Linked DNA regions of Solanum lycopersicum: region 1 is linked to region 2. Evidence: chromatin contacts called from public promoter capture Hi-C data. All regions are on one chromosome and are shown on one strand. The core of a region is the stretch at or near the end of the contact, and the rest is flanking DNA. Distances in the headings are between cores, read along the strand shown. Region 1 holds the start of NXD1 (Protein NEOXANTHIN-DEFICIENT 1). Region 2 holds the start of LOC109119089.

Region 1 (7,155 bases), core at 2,114-4,613, 180 kb before region 2:
TCCCGAAACTTTTGCTGGTTGCACTGCTCTTACCCTACATATGCAAAGTGAAAAAGCACAAATCACTAGCCCTAACAGCGAGTTCTAATGCCAATTAGGGGCCAAGAAGATGTTTCAGTTCCACTTGCTAAGTGAGCTACAGAATATTAGCAGAGAGACTTATAGCACAATGAATAGATCAGGCTAAGCAGCACAGACCTGCACTCAATCTGGCAAGAGTACTTGAGGAGATCAGAATTGTACTTCGTCCGTCCACTGAAATTTAAAGCAGACTGCTAGTTACAAGTGCAAATTCACTTCACGGGTTAACACCCTAAGGACCAAGATAGAAACAATTACCTGAAGTTTGGTAGTGACATTTTGATAAGTGGACCCATCCATCCCTTAGAATCCTGCTGAGAAGCTGCCAATTCCCATTAACATTTAAAAAACAAGTATGATATTTGGGATGAAGTTTCCAAATAACCTGCTAATGGTCAAACACTCAAACTGCAAGATTTTGCAAAAACTCCCTCCCTTGGTTAGGATATGCAGAACGGGGGAACTGATTGTTTATTCTATTGAGTAAAGGAACTACCTAGTTGGCTAGTTAGACCATGTCCTGAATCACACTCCACAACTATTGCTACAACGGAAGTCGCAGAACAACAACAATTATATTATGAATTTAATCTACCAAGAAATAATGCAGTGTAATCTTATTTACCAGTGGCATTAACATTGATGTTGCAGATACTCATTGCTGTCTGTTTCTTTATTTCAGTCACTTCTACGTCCATGTGATTCTTATAGTTAGAAGATGTCCTCAAGCCAATCCTTCTTAGGAAACTGCTTGATTTACTTTCCGGTTTCTGTGGAAGTGCTGTAATTTTCTGCATGCAGGTCAACAAAGTGAGTTGTAGCTCAGAATATAACACTTCTTTTCTTAAAACATCAGCCGAGTAATTGGATAAATATTGGCTAGAACTACATTTTCAGTTACCTTCAGTATACCTTTAGAAAGGGCATAGTAAAAGCCATGCACATAGCATGTGGAAAAAGGAAATTCATAGCCAACATGACAGAAAAGAGTTTATTTAAGAAGAGAACGGTAATTTGAAAGCATTTTGCGAAAGCTTGACCAGGAGAGTTGAACTGCATGATACTTGATATACAAAATTACAACTCAAATGTTCAACAACAGAAGATCCAATTTACCAACTCAGACGTACCTTCGAAAATCTGGCAACTTGGCTTGGAAGACCTACAACCTGTTACGCAAGAGATATTATTAAGATTATGTCAAAATAATGCAATATACAAAAATTTAATTAGTTATGCAAACTAGATTCCTAGTAAGAACGTGTAGTGGTGCCTATCTTTATCGGTTTTCACGCCCTCATGCTGGAAAATTACTCTTTCAATCAAATGATTAAAGAAGCCATTCTAATTAACACTGAGGTTGGGAGTACAGATGTATATCAGAAAGTGATCTCTACCTACCTTCCGTCCATGAAGGCATGCCTCATCACTGCCCACCAGCACCCTGGCAGCCCATCTATTATTGACAAAAATATATTTGTTAGCATACACACATAGTTTTTGGTTTAACCATTTGGTATCTGAAACAAACTGCCGCAACTAATCTAGATTAGCACATCATAAGGTCGAGAAAGCGGGAAAGCACTCCCTACTAAGAGTACTTTTATTTCCAAGGCTTGAACACGAGAACTCTAGTTAATTAAGGGTAGTGAGATTCATCTCATCCCACTGCTTGGTGATGATACAAATATATACTTTATAATATCTTGTCCCTAGGTATGGATTTTCAAGTTTGTCTTCTGAGATAGAAGGAAACTGAATTATTTAATAGGATAATAAAATGTTGGCAATAAGGTTTACATGGATTATCCCCAAATATATACTTCATATTGTTCAATAATTTACTCATGACAGCTAAATTAGTAGTATCACCAGTTACTATGCGGGGCTTCAATGAAACTACCCCTTCTAAATCACCAGAGAAGGAAAAAAAAGTAGACACAACTGTGTGTTTGGAATAGAGGAAAACATTTTCTCAAAAATGTTTTTCGATTTTCCAATGTTTGGTTGGTCAAATTGTCCGGTAAACATTTTTTCAAAGAAAAACAGGTACCTTAAGAATGAGGAAAATGACTTCCTATATGAAAATAAGGAAATCAAGTTGCATTCCAAGTTATTTTCTCCTCCCCTTCCACCTAATCCCCCAGCCACACCCCTTGACCATCCCACCCCCGCCACTCTCGAACCCCACTCCCCATTCCATCCCCCCTCCATAATATTTTGCTAGATAACATATATTCGCCTTACTTAGCAAACACTAAAAATAAGTAAGAAAACCACTTGTTTTCAAAGAAAACATTTCCTTCATACCAAACACACCCGAGAAGGATCTTAAATTTCAGGACGAGCAAAACAAGCAATAAAAGGAACCCCAAATAATTAAAGAAAGTCATACTGAATCTAAACGACGAGTCCAGGTTGATTTTGTTGGGGCCATATTCCGTTTTCACAACAAGTAGAAATTCCAAAATTATTTCATAATGTATATAACTAGTACTAAGCAAAGGAAGAGTAAAAATACTTACGCACAAGACGTAGGTGGATTCCACACTAATCCTGCAATCACCACAAGCTGAACAACTTGCATTAGAATAATACTTAACTAAAGTAAAAAACAGAATTCTTTAATCAAATCTATCACAATCCTGTACAAATTAAAGCAGGCAGCCTTACAATATAGAATGAAATAATTCAACTTAAAATAATACCAAACAAATCACTTGGTCTACTAAACAAAACTATAATACACAACACGAAACCTCATCGAAAATTCCAGCAGGACTATCATCATAGCTAGCAAGAAAAAACCCACCAAGAGTATATCTGCAAGTAAACTAGTACAAATTAAAACACTAATTGTGTTTCCAAACAAAACCTACAAATGCATACCCAAATGCCTCAACTAGTTTGCACTCTTTAGGAATGAAAGCTCTAGCGTTCTCTGCTTTGACAAGATGAAGTTGGTATAAAGCACTGCAACATTAAAATTATTGGCTGATTAAAATCCACAAGACTTAGATCAATTGTAAAGATAAATGGATACACCACTTGCCTGCCTTTAAAAATCCATGGAGGTTTTCCATAACCCAATGAAGTACAATTTGTGTCTTTCACTTCCATGAACTCCAAAATACCAATTATATAATAGCATATGCCCCTTTGCAATTAGGATGAAGAAAGCAAAGAAAAAGAAGAGCTCTAATACTTGAAGTTATTAAGAAGAAGATGAGGTAAGGCAGGTGAATCCTTTTTCTTGGCCACCAATGTTGGGCCCAAAAATATGAAAGTAGTATCTATTAGCAAGTACTATATACTATATATATACACACATTATACTCCCTCCTTTTAATTTTTTAAAAAGTTATGATCTAAATAAATTCTTAAAGATATTTGTGTAAAATTAAAGTATAATAATTAGGTGACATACTATTGAGATGTGCTAAAAAGAAAGGGTGTCGTAAAATATGAAATGGAGGAAGTATTATACGAAAAGTGAAAAGCTACAAATATAAAGTTAAATTATTATTTTATTTTTATATTAAATTAAAATAAAAAAATAATTAATTAAATAAATAGTAAAATTCTCAAATTTCTATCATCTTTTAAGTAAAACATGTTATAGCAAGTTGAACTTTTTTTACTACTCATAACATTTCGTAATAAATTGAGTTTTTTTTACTATTCATAACATCTTATTATAGATAAATCTTTTTCTACTATTTGATTTGATTAAAATGTTCATAATATTTTCGTCTTGAGTGTTTCCTACGAGCTGACATATTCATCTTAGAAATGATATAATTAACTTCATATAATTGGCGGATGAAGCATTATAGGAGGTTCGACTCAGATTTACAAAGAAAATAGATTAACGTCCGAATTACAAGCTACCAAATGAAATATTGCTAGAAAGCTTCTACAAATTACTAGATGCGGACAACAAGTCTGTGGCAAAAAATGATGTAGTAGATTCATTGATGGGTCATACTTATGATAAAGTTATATGTTATGTTAAACCAACAGGGCTTGACACGCTAAGGTAATTAATAGTGTATCAAGTTATGAAAAAATTTAAAGCAGAGGCCAAAAAGAAAGGGATGAGACATAAGTACCTCATTCAACAATGGCCTGGCCTGAATATATAGCAGCATACTTTAATATAATTACAGTCATATTACCCCTCCCCCCCCCCTCCTTCCCACTCACACCTCAAACTCCATTTTTTCGTATTATAATACACTTTTTGTGCTGATATGACACTTTCAATCAAGTAAGTTGGTTGCGTTTGTATATCATGCACTATCACATGTGTAATATTTTAATTTTTTAAAAATACTTTTTATTTTATTTATCTTGAATTAAAGTTTTTCTTTTCTTTTCATTTTTTCCCTCTTTTTAATCTATTGACTTATTTGTTTATTTTATTTTCTTCGTCTTTTCTTTAGTTTTGATTTCAAATGTATTGTACTTAAAATAAGTTAGTTTTATAAGAATATTAATATACATGAATAAAATCAAATAACACACAAAAAAAATTAAACATTAAAATTAAAAGGACACATTTTTTTAAAAAAAAGCATTATTGTATATTCTTTTAAAAAAGTACAAGTAATTTTTCTAAAACTAATTAAATACGAAAAATAAGAAATTAATGAAAGAGAAAAAGAAGTTAAAAATGAATATTTTACCTAGAAAGAAATGAAAATAATTAAATATATACAAGTTTTTAATGTCAATAATTATGTGTACTAACTAATTGTAAATTGAAAAAGAGACACTAATTTTTTCGTAATTCACTTGCCTTCAAGAGAGTGTGCTCACTCTTTATGCCACATTATCATGTATGTGTATTTATTTCGTTATAAAATAATTTAAGAGGATAATAAAAGATGGCATAGTTGATGATATAGATTATGATTTTGCCCAAATAGTTAAAGGTGAACTTTGGACTTGTCATGATCCTGATCCGTCATAAGTAACACCAACACTAACCTTCCACTAGGAAAACTATTTTCCTAACCCAACAACCCTTAAATAGAGCAATTTACTATAGTATAAGTACTAAGGAAACACTTGAAAGCAAATAAAAATTGAGTTCCCATAAACTTCAAAAATCATCCTAATGATTGCCGAATTCAACCTCTAGGGATTTGAAAGTCATTACTAGAATTCTAAATAGTAAAGAGTGGGATGCGACCTCGAAACTAGAAAACATTAACCTAACGGTCTAAAAAATTGGTTGCCCAAAAAGAGGGGGGAAAAGTATAGAAGAATCCATGGTCGTCTAAAAGAGCAGCTTACCCTTGGATTTGAAGGTCAAACATCTCTCAATTGAGGTCTTGTATCAACTGCCTAAATATGACAAAGCAAGTGCAATATCAGTGCACAATAACTATGTACTAGTAAAATCATACGAATATAAATCTAAACATGAAAGAAAAAATAAGTTTCCACAGATTAGTTATACAGGACAACACATATACCAATAATCACGACATAATACAGCACAACCGCTATAGCGGATGCACAGACGTCCTGCTATAGCGGTGTGCCAGTCGCCATAGTGACTAGCACAGATTGAGAGACTCCTAAACCTCCCCAAAAGCCTCCATTTTGAGATATACATTTGATCTTTGATGTTCTACACTAACCCTTTCATGCCAAGTTCGATTTCGGGAGTTTTACTCACCCGAATTCGATTATAAAAGGCCCTATCGGTTTCTTAATGTCTCAGCTACTAGAAAATATAATTCAAACCTAGACATATTGCCCAAATCATTTCCGAATTGTCTAAAACCTCACATCTTTCAGATTTCATCTAAGATTAGCCTAATCTAACAATTTTAAGTTACAACCTAAAATTTTTTGTAACAATTTCTTTCACTATTGACGTACTCATAACAATCGAGACAAATCATTATATACTTGTAAATGATCAAGGATAAAGGAACGAGGAAGCTTTCTATACTTATATATTATGGAACTCATTATGTGAACAATTATCAATCAGAGAATTTTCATTCAAATTATCAAGATTTCAATCAAGAATCTTAGCGGTGATGTCAAGAAAATCAAGATTGGAACAAAGAGTAGCAAAATACAGGGTGAAGATACATGAACCATGGTAACTGTGACCAAGGCTTCAACCACAAAATTGCAAATTCATATGTCCCATCCCAAGATAGTCACCAAAATGCAAAACAAATCATCTCAATGTACATAAGAAAAATGTATCTAAGGGTGACAATTTCAGCCCATATAAGTTCAATAAAATTATTTTGTCTATATAAATTAAATGGACCATTCATAATTTCTTTCCTTTTCTTAAATGGGTTAATATGGTCTTCAACCTATTTAAGCTCATATAAATATGAATAAAATGGGTTAACATAAAAATTCATATTCAGCCCATATAAGAGAAATGAAACATTTTCTTTTTGTTTTTGGAAAATAGAAAAAATTTAGGGGTCGATTGATGGAAGGTGAGGACGGGGGCCGGTGGGGTGGGGGGTGCCTAGGGGAGGGGTAGTTTTTCTTTTTTGAAAAATAGATTTTTCTTTTGTTTTTGGGAGAAAAATATTTTTAGGGTAGTGGAAGGTTGTGGGGGTGGAGTGGGGGTAATTTTTTTTTTTTTGAAAAATATATTTTCTTAATTCTATTTTTGGGAAATAATTTTTTTTTAGAGGTAGGTTGGTGGCAGGGTGGAAGGGGGTGGGGTAGGCGTAATTTTTTTTTTTGAAAAAATAAATCTTTTTGTTTTTGAAATTTTTTTAGGCGTAGGTTGGTGGAAGGTGGAAGGTGGGTGGAGAGGGGGGGGGGAGGGGGATGCTCGGAAGAGGGAGTAAATTTTTGTTTCATTTTTTAAAAAAATAAATGTTTTTTTTAAGAAAAAAAATAAGGGATAGATTGGTGAAAGGTTGGGGAATGGGTTCCTCGGTGGTGGGGATTGTCTATGGGGAGGGGTAATTTTTTGTTTGAAAAACATATTATTTAAAAGGAAAAGAGCCTAAAATACCTTCGAAGTATTGAAAATGGTATACAATTACCCCCATCCACCTATTGGCCCCCAAATAC
Region 2 (7,823 bases), core at 2,014-4,513:
AAGTGTGATGACTGACCAAAATAATTATCTAATCCATAACTTAAAGCAATATTTCTATCTTGTTGAGGTAAACCGCTACAGAATATATTATAATAAGAAAAATAAATCATATAAACTAATAAATAATTGACAAAATCAACAAATAATGATTGAAATATAATTATTGAGCACTACCGATCACTTTCATTGATAGTTTCATTTAAATCAAAATCATCATCGGTCGGTAAGAATATTTTGATAATGAGTCATGTTAGGAAAATCAGCAGATTGAGTTATTAGAAATTCTTCAACGCTATTACGATTTTCTAATTGGGGATTGACATCGATTGATAAATGAGAACGTTGTTGACTAATCTTAGGCTCCTTCCTAATATAGATTTCAAGTATTGTTAATTTGATTTGATCTATGTAGTCATTTGGAACCCTCAAAAAGTCGGTCAACGATTCGTCATTATAGATAATCCACTCTCCAAAATTAACTTGTCCTTGTGATAAAAATGAAGTAGGGTATTTTCCGACTATAATCAAATTATAATCAGTACTGTTTATACCCATTCTTTTATAAATCGATGAAATGAATTTATGATATCGAACATTAATTGGAAATTTAGCATTGTGTTTGGGAGGACAATTATAATAAATGGTATTTCCGTCATGTATAATTTCGCCATCCTAATAAATTGAAACATTAACTTTAGGCGTAGAAGATTTTCTTTTTTGAGATTGAATGAATAAATATAGAAGATTTTATGTTGTAGGTGATATCAATCATTTTAAACGACCTTAAATAAAGATTGAAAGTTTTTTCAAAATAAAAAAAATAAAAATACATAGTGTAATATTTTTTTCCGTTTTATGACATGTCAAATCAACATAATTGTATGACAACATTGAAAAAGCTTTTTCAAAACGTGAAAAATATTCCTCATATAAAGTGTAATAAAAAGTTCTACTTTATAAAGTGGAAGAAAAAGCTCTACTTTATAAAATGGAAGAAAAAACTCCACTTTACAAAGTGAAAGAAAAAACTCCACTTTATAAAGTGTAATTTTTACTTACACTTTATAAAGTGTAAGAAAAAGTTCCGTTGTACATTAAAAATACACGTTATGATACTAACGAAAAACGTTTAGAAAATTAGATAAAGTGGAATTTTTTTTTCACTAAACTTGTTTAAGTTACTAACTAAATAGTGACTTATTTTGATTATTTTTACACTTTTGTGGCTTATTTAGGTTTCCAACTCACTCCAATTTTAACTTAAATTAATGTTATTATATAATATTGTGAATGGTCTTAAATTTGCTAAATAACTTAAAATTGTGATATTGTTCAGAATAGAATTTAACACTTCTTATATAAAGATAAAATATAATTGATCATAAATTCAAGATTTTAATTTATATTCTCATAAATTATATAGAAATTTGATTATCCTCTTAAAGATTTTTGAAAATGAAAAGGTAATAAGAGGTTTTAAAAATGTTTATTTAAATTGTGATGGTCAATAATTCTAAATTAGTAGGGTTTTAAGAAGGTGTAAGTGATAAAGCTAAAGAATGATTTTTGTTAATTGAATTATGTGTCCTAAATAGTTAGCTATTTTCTAGGGATAAAATTAATTATTGATCTTTTAAAATTTAAATTTTAAATTAATAACTAAAATTTCAAAAACTGTCTGAATATTGATTTGGTTAACTATCATTTTCAAAAACAAAGTAAAAAAGGGAATTGTAATATGGAGTTAGTTATTTTTTATTTTGTTTTGTATTATTTTTTGTAACCATTTCTAAATATATTATTTTAGTGTTAACCATTTCTAAATATATTATTTCTATTTATCAATTGCAACAAAAGATTGTTACTACATATTTGAATTTATCACTGAAAAATATTTGATGTTTAACAAAAATTATAATCATTGAAAAAATAGTGTTCACATAATAAGATTTTAAAAAAATTGCAAATCAGTCGTGATATAACTCCGATTTTAGAATTCCATTGCTTATTATTGAAGAGTTTATGTTTAGTAAGAATATTTTGTCAGAAGGCGTGTACATTTGTAAAATAAACACATATATTATCAAAGTGGTATTAACTTTTTAAGTATTGTATTGAATTTCAATTCCCCCAAATATAATGCAATTTCCACCAAAAGAGAAAAACAACATATATTCGCACAAATCATAATGGATGTCCCACCGGAGGAGTGAACTTTTGATTTGTTGCTTGACTTTTAAAAATGAATCTGTATATATGTGTATTCCTCCACTCCTTTTAAAAATATATAGTATAGTTCAAAAAATATTGTGATACATTATTTGCTGAAAGTAAAAACTATAAAAAAAAATTACTGTTTGCAAGTTTCTTTACCATTATCCGTAAAAATGGTATGAATTTTAATAATATTTAAAAAAGTGAAAAATATAAATGTAATAATAATAATAATAATAATAATAATAATAATAATAATAATAATAATAATAATTTTACTATTGTTGTTATTATTATTGTTATTATTATAACTAAAAGGGAGCGTCAATGTGCATTGGAAAAAAACATATTAATAATATTTGTTAATGTGCAATTTATCAGAATTTATTATAAAATATATTACTATTATATATAGATTATTATTGTTATTATTTTTAGTAGTATTTGTTTTGCTATAAATAAGAAGATTGTGAAATTTAATTAAAATTATCTTTAAAAAAAATAAAAAGACAGACGTTAAAACAACATATTTTCAGAACAAGTTTTTCCTTCTTTTTTTTTTCATTTAATTTCAAAAACGGCTTCGAAATTATTTAAAATAAAATAATAATTTATTATAAAATCTATTGCATGAATTAATTTTAATTATTTAAATATCCATTTTTTGGTAATACATAAAACTCCGTTCGATATTGTTTGTCATAGTTTCTATTTTTAGAGTTAAATTATAAAAACTTTGATTCATGTTTTATAATGTATTTTTTCATCATATAAATATGTAAAAAATTATAATTTATAGTATTTTCTATATAATTTTAGAATATCTGATTTTTTATTTAAAATATCAAATTAATGTAATCTACCTTATCTTTGAAAATTAGTCAATTTGATTTTTAATAAATGTAATATGACAAACAATTTGGATTGAGGGAATAACAATTAGTTTGGGAAGAATTAGTCTCTCTTTTCTCTTAAAAAAAAAAAAAAAAGGCCTTTTAAGTCACACCTCTTCTCCAAAGCTCTCCCATCGATCTCTTACGCCCACCCATCCCCGACCAGCGCCCACCCCACCTATCCCAGATCGGCGCCTAACCCAGCAGCAGCAGTAGGAGGTCGCAGTGCCGCACCAGCAGCAGCAGAGGGCTGCAACAGCAATATTGGGTATGTTTCAAATTTTCGAAAATTCATTTTAGTGTTTATTTAACACACATATTTGTTCTATAGGGTAGATAACTTGTAAGAGTTTAACAAATGGAAGAGATAATATATTTTTTTTTACAATAATTCACAAAAATGAGAATTATAAGGTAAATGATAAAAGACTTAACTTTGTTAACTTAAATGATAATTACTACAAAATCCAAGTTAAATATATTTGATAAAATTGAACTCAACTTAAATTAAATTTTACTTTTTAATCAGTGAAGAGATCATTTTCTTTAATCAGCGAAGATATCATTTTCTTTAATCAGCGAAGTGATCATTTCTTTTGAGGTTTAAGTGAACTAGGATTACCAAATTTAGCAAGTATAACTACACAGATTTAAAGAAAGTTGTTTACTATATTTCCTTTTCCAAAAGATTGGAGAATTTGCAGAAATAGTATAGAACCATTTAGTTTGATCAATTTTAGGTATTTACTGATCCTAAAATTGTCTGAGCCATTTCTTGAATGTCATTATGTTATAATGATAGAAATCTCTTTATAATGACCACCGAAGAAATTTTAAATTGTTTCTTTTCGTGCTAGGCTACTGAGGAAGCTCAACGTTTTAAAAAGTTGATACAGGACTGTACTGCTTCTTTCATCAAAGTAGGATATAAGGTTTGGTGTTTCTAAAGTTCTAAAGTTCAAGTACAATTGTTTCTTATAATGTGTTTGTGTCCATCTAGTATTAATACTTAACTTTAATTTTGTAATTATTTGTTTGTATTCATCGAGTGTTGACACTTAGCTTTAAATTAGGTGATAATGTGTTTGTTTAACATAAGTACCAACACTAGCTGATCCTATTGATGACAAAATTGATTTTCTTGCAAAATTGAATTGTGCATATCTAGTGTTGATACTTAGCTTTAAATTTTGAAATAATATATTTGTTAAGCATAAGTACAAACACTAGTTGATCCTATTGATGACAAAATTGATTTTCTTGCAATATCGATTTGTGTTATTTAGTGTTGATACTAAGCTTTAATTTAAGAATAATGTGTTTGTTATGTATAAGTTCCAACATAGTTGATCCTATTGACGTCAAAATTGATTTTCTTGCAATATCGATTTGTGTCCATCTAGTGTTGATACTAAGCTTTTATTTAGGAATAATGTGTTTGTTAAGCATAAGTACTAATTCTAGTTGATCCTATTGATGACAAAATTGAGTTTTTTTTTATAGATCAATTTGTGTCCATCTAGTGTTGACACTTAGCTTTAAATCTAGGAATAATGTGTTTATCAAGCATAAGTACCAACACTAGTTGAACCTATTAGTTGGTGGATTAATTGTTGGAATTAATTCAAATTACTAGTTAGATTTAATGATGTTTAGTTGTTGAAATAAGTTCAATTAAGTTTAGTTAACCTCTAGCTAGTTTGACTCGTTATTCAAAATAGAGAAAATGGTCTAAATCCCTCCAACCTATACTTGAAATTTCAACTACACACTCCAACTTCATGGGTGTCCTATCCTCTAGCATTTTATTTCTCTATTTAGTGCACACCTGAGTGTTGACATGTTATAGGAGGTGAGAACACCTTCTCTAGGCGTGTTAGAAGAAGAAATAAACCAGTTCACGTCAGAAGAGACAATAAATTGGTAATGGTCATCTTCCCCAAATTAAATTAACTTTTGTGCCTTTTCCCCACCATTAATCCTTGTTCATTCTTCAATATGTTGACGATTTTCTTTCAAGAATGACTAGCTTTTAGTTGTTTATGTTCACTTCTACTTTAAATCTTGAAGTAGTATGCTCGAATTTCTTATTTAGGTTCTCTAGTTTGAATTTTGAAGTTCCTCTAAATTTGTTGAAAATGACAAATGAAAACTTGAATAAGCTTTGTATCGATGAATCAGACCTAATGCGCTCAGGTGCTGTAGTGAGATGTAAAGCTGAAATTTTGTTGAATTTGTAAACTTTTTGATCGAGATTAAATTCGGAAAAAAGATTTTTGTCTTACCCTTGCTATGAGTATATTTTTTCCCTTGTATTCTTGATTCTCTTTATAAGGGACAAAGAAAATACACACGAGAATTCTTGGATCATCACCAAAATGCTATTTAGATGTTGTAATAACACTTTGGTGTGGGAGATTAAAAGGGAGAAAGCGAAAAGAAAGAATTTGGGGTAAGGGGTGAGGTCATTCGATCTTTACAAGGAAAAAGAAAAGGTAATAGTGGGGTCCATGCATGTAAATCACGTTAGTCAATATATTGGGTTTATGTGTACTGGTCAACACTCAGGTGTGCACTAAATAGAGAAATAAAATGTTAGGGGGTGATAGAACACTCATAAAGTTGGAGTGTGTAGTTGGGATTTCGGTATAGGTTGGGGAGGCTTAAAACCATTTTCTCTTTAAAATATTGTGGTTTAGTTGGTGGATTCAGTTGTTGGAATTAAGTCAAAATTTGTTAAGAGTTAAAAAATTGTTTAGTTGTTGAAATAAGTTCAAACAAATAATGTGGTTTAGTTGATGAATTTTGTTTTTGGAATTAAATTAGTTAGAATTAAAGTTGTTTAGTTGTTTAAATAAGTTAAAAAATAATGTGGTTTAGTTGGTGGAATTAATTCCAAAGTTGAGTAAATATTGTTTTGTTGTTAAAACAAGTTCAAATAAATAATGTGGTTTAGTTGTTGAAATTAAGTCAAGACTAGTTAGAGTTAAAGTTGTTTACTTGTTTAAATAAGTTCAAATAAATAATATAGTTTAGTTGGTGCATTTAGTTGGTGGAATTAATTCAAAACTAGTATTAGTTAATATTGTGTAGTTGTTTAAAATAAATTCAAATAAGTAATGTGATTTAGTTGGTGAATTTAGTTGTTGAAATTAATTTAAAACTAGTTAGAGTTAAAGTTGTTTAGTTGCTGAAATAAGTTCAAATAAATAGTGTAGTTTAATTGGTGGATTTAATTCAAAACTAGTTAGAGTTAATATTGTTTAGTTGTTGAATAAGTTCAAATAAATAATGTGGTTTAGTTGGTGGGTTTAGTTGGAATCAATTCAAACTAGTTAGAGTTAATGTTGTTTAGTTGTTGAAATAAGTTCAAATAAAGTTTAATTAACCCCTAGCTAGTTTTACTCATTATTTGAAATAATTTGGTTTAGTTGGCGAAAATAATTCAAAACTAGTTAGAGTTAATGTTGTTTAGTTATTGGAACTAAATTATCATTATGGTTTGTGTAAATGGAACCCGATTGTAGTTGGATGTATGATAAAAATAATCCTGGTCGAACGGGTATGATTCCAGAATTTGCAGAAGGTCACTAGTTTTATATATCATGCAAAGACACTTGATGATATTTTAACTTCAAGATTGATTAGGTGTTTGTGAAATTTGAGATATCATACTACAGAGAATGTTGCTATGCATCTTGATGAATGGTTTCAAACCAAGGTATACAGTTTGGACTAGTCATGGTGAGGTTGAAAGTGACACTATGTTTAATAATTTTGTTGTCGGTGAAAGTAGTAGATCTAAAGAGCATAATTATGTCCAAGGTGCTAGAATGTTAGATATGGTTGATGATGCTTTTGGGATGCATTCTGATTTTGAATTTGGGGAAAATATAGAAGAAGCTCCCAATGAAGAATGTTAAGACCTTTTTCCCTTGCATATTAAAGTTAGTTTTAAAATATGTTGTGCAGCTAAATTAAGACTAGAAGAATATTTGACTCATCCAAATGGCTTTAAAGAGTTACAACCAAATAAATATAAGGCGTGCAAATGTCTCCTAGGATGGAATTCTAAAATGCTATATATTGTAACATTTCTTTAGTTTCTAAAAGCTTGTACAATACCCTGTGAAGTTCAAGATTTTGGACCTTTTCACTAAAGAGTGTGTGAGGCACCGTTTGAGGACCAACTAATTACTAAGTTTAGTTATCACTTGTTTCTAAAGGAAACACCAAAAGATAGGGGAAAACAAAATATATTGTCCCTACACTATCCACACATGCTTCAATCTATATATTATGTAGCTTTGGAATAAATATACAAGAATGGTCCAAATTAACTAAGGTTGTGCACTAGACTTCGTAATATGTCATGTTTGGTCATAAACCTAAAATAAACATTTGAAAATTACGGAAAAAAAAACTATTGAAAACCAACTGAAAATCATGAAAAGACATCCAATATATCAGCCACAAAATAATAGCAAAGACATTATTTCCATATTCTTATTTTCAGAATTATTTCACTTAAGTAGAGGTTACTTAACCATATCAATGCATAAAACTTGAATGGGAAATCATCGAGAAATAAAAACTAGTACACCGCTATAGAAACGTCATTGAACTTGATTAGATAAGAAGCTCCAGTATAACTAATTAGTAAACTTTTTAAAAGATGTGTTCCTCTATCAGAGGTCCTTTATCAAGAGATCCCTA

Evidence for each region. Promoter capture Hi-C pulls out the DNA fragments that hold promoters and counts their contacts.
Region 1: a promoter capture Hi-C map of leaf shows a contact between it and region 2, with 6 times the contacts expected there. The contact joins the promoter of NXD1 here to the promoter of LOC109119089 in region 2. A contact is called at or near these places in 1 of 1 promoter capture datasets (leaf), 3 of 8 Hi-C or Micro-C datasets (all in leaf) and 1 of 1 datasets of contacts at active chromatin or transcription factors (leaf).

The regions. Positions count from the first base shown.
Region 1 is chr12:57,457,160-57,464,314 of SLM_r2.1, reverse strand. It overlaps NXD1 (Protein NEOXANTHIN-DEFICIENT 1), which reads right to left and starts at 3,363. Exons shown (of 10, transcript NM_001329094.1): 1 at 3,134-3,363; 2 at 2,971-3,054; 3 at 2,841-2,904; 4 at 2,607-2,653; 5 at 1,483-1,537; 6 at 1,212-1,250; 7 at 707-872; 8 at 340-403; 9 at 199-255; 10 at 1-34. The coding sequence starts at 3,201.
Region 2 is chr12:57,277,843-57,285,665 of SLM_r2.1, reverse strand. It overlaps LOC109119089, which reads right to left and starts at 3,263. Exons shown (of 4, transcript XM_019211408.1): 1 at 3,221-3,263. The coding sequence starts at 3,263. LOC101247700 (geranylgeranyl transferase type-2 subunit beta 1) reads left to right here and starts at 3,136. Exons shown (of 11, transcript XM_010315926.4): 1 at 3,136-3,375; 2 at 3,965-4,039.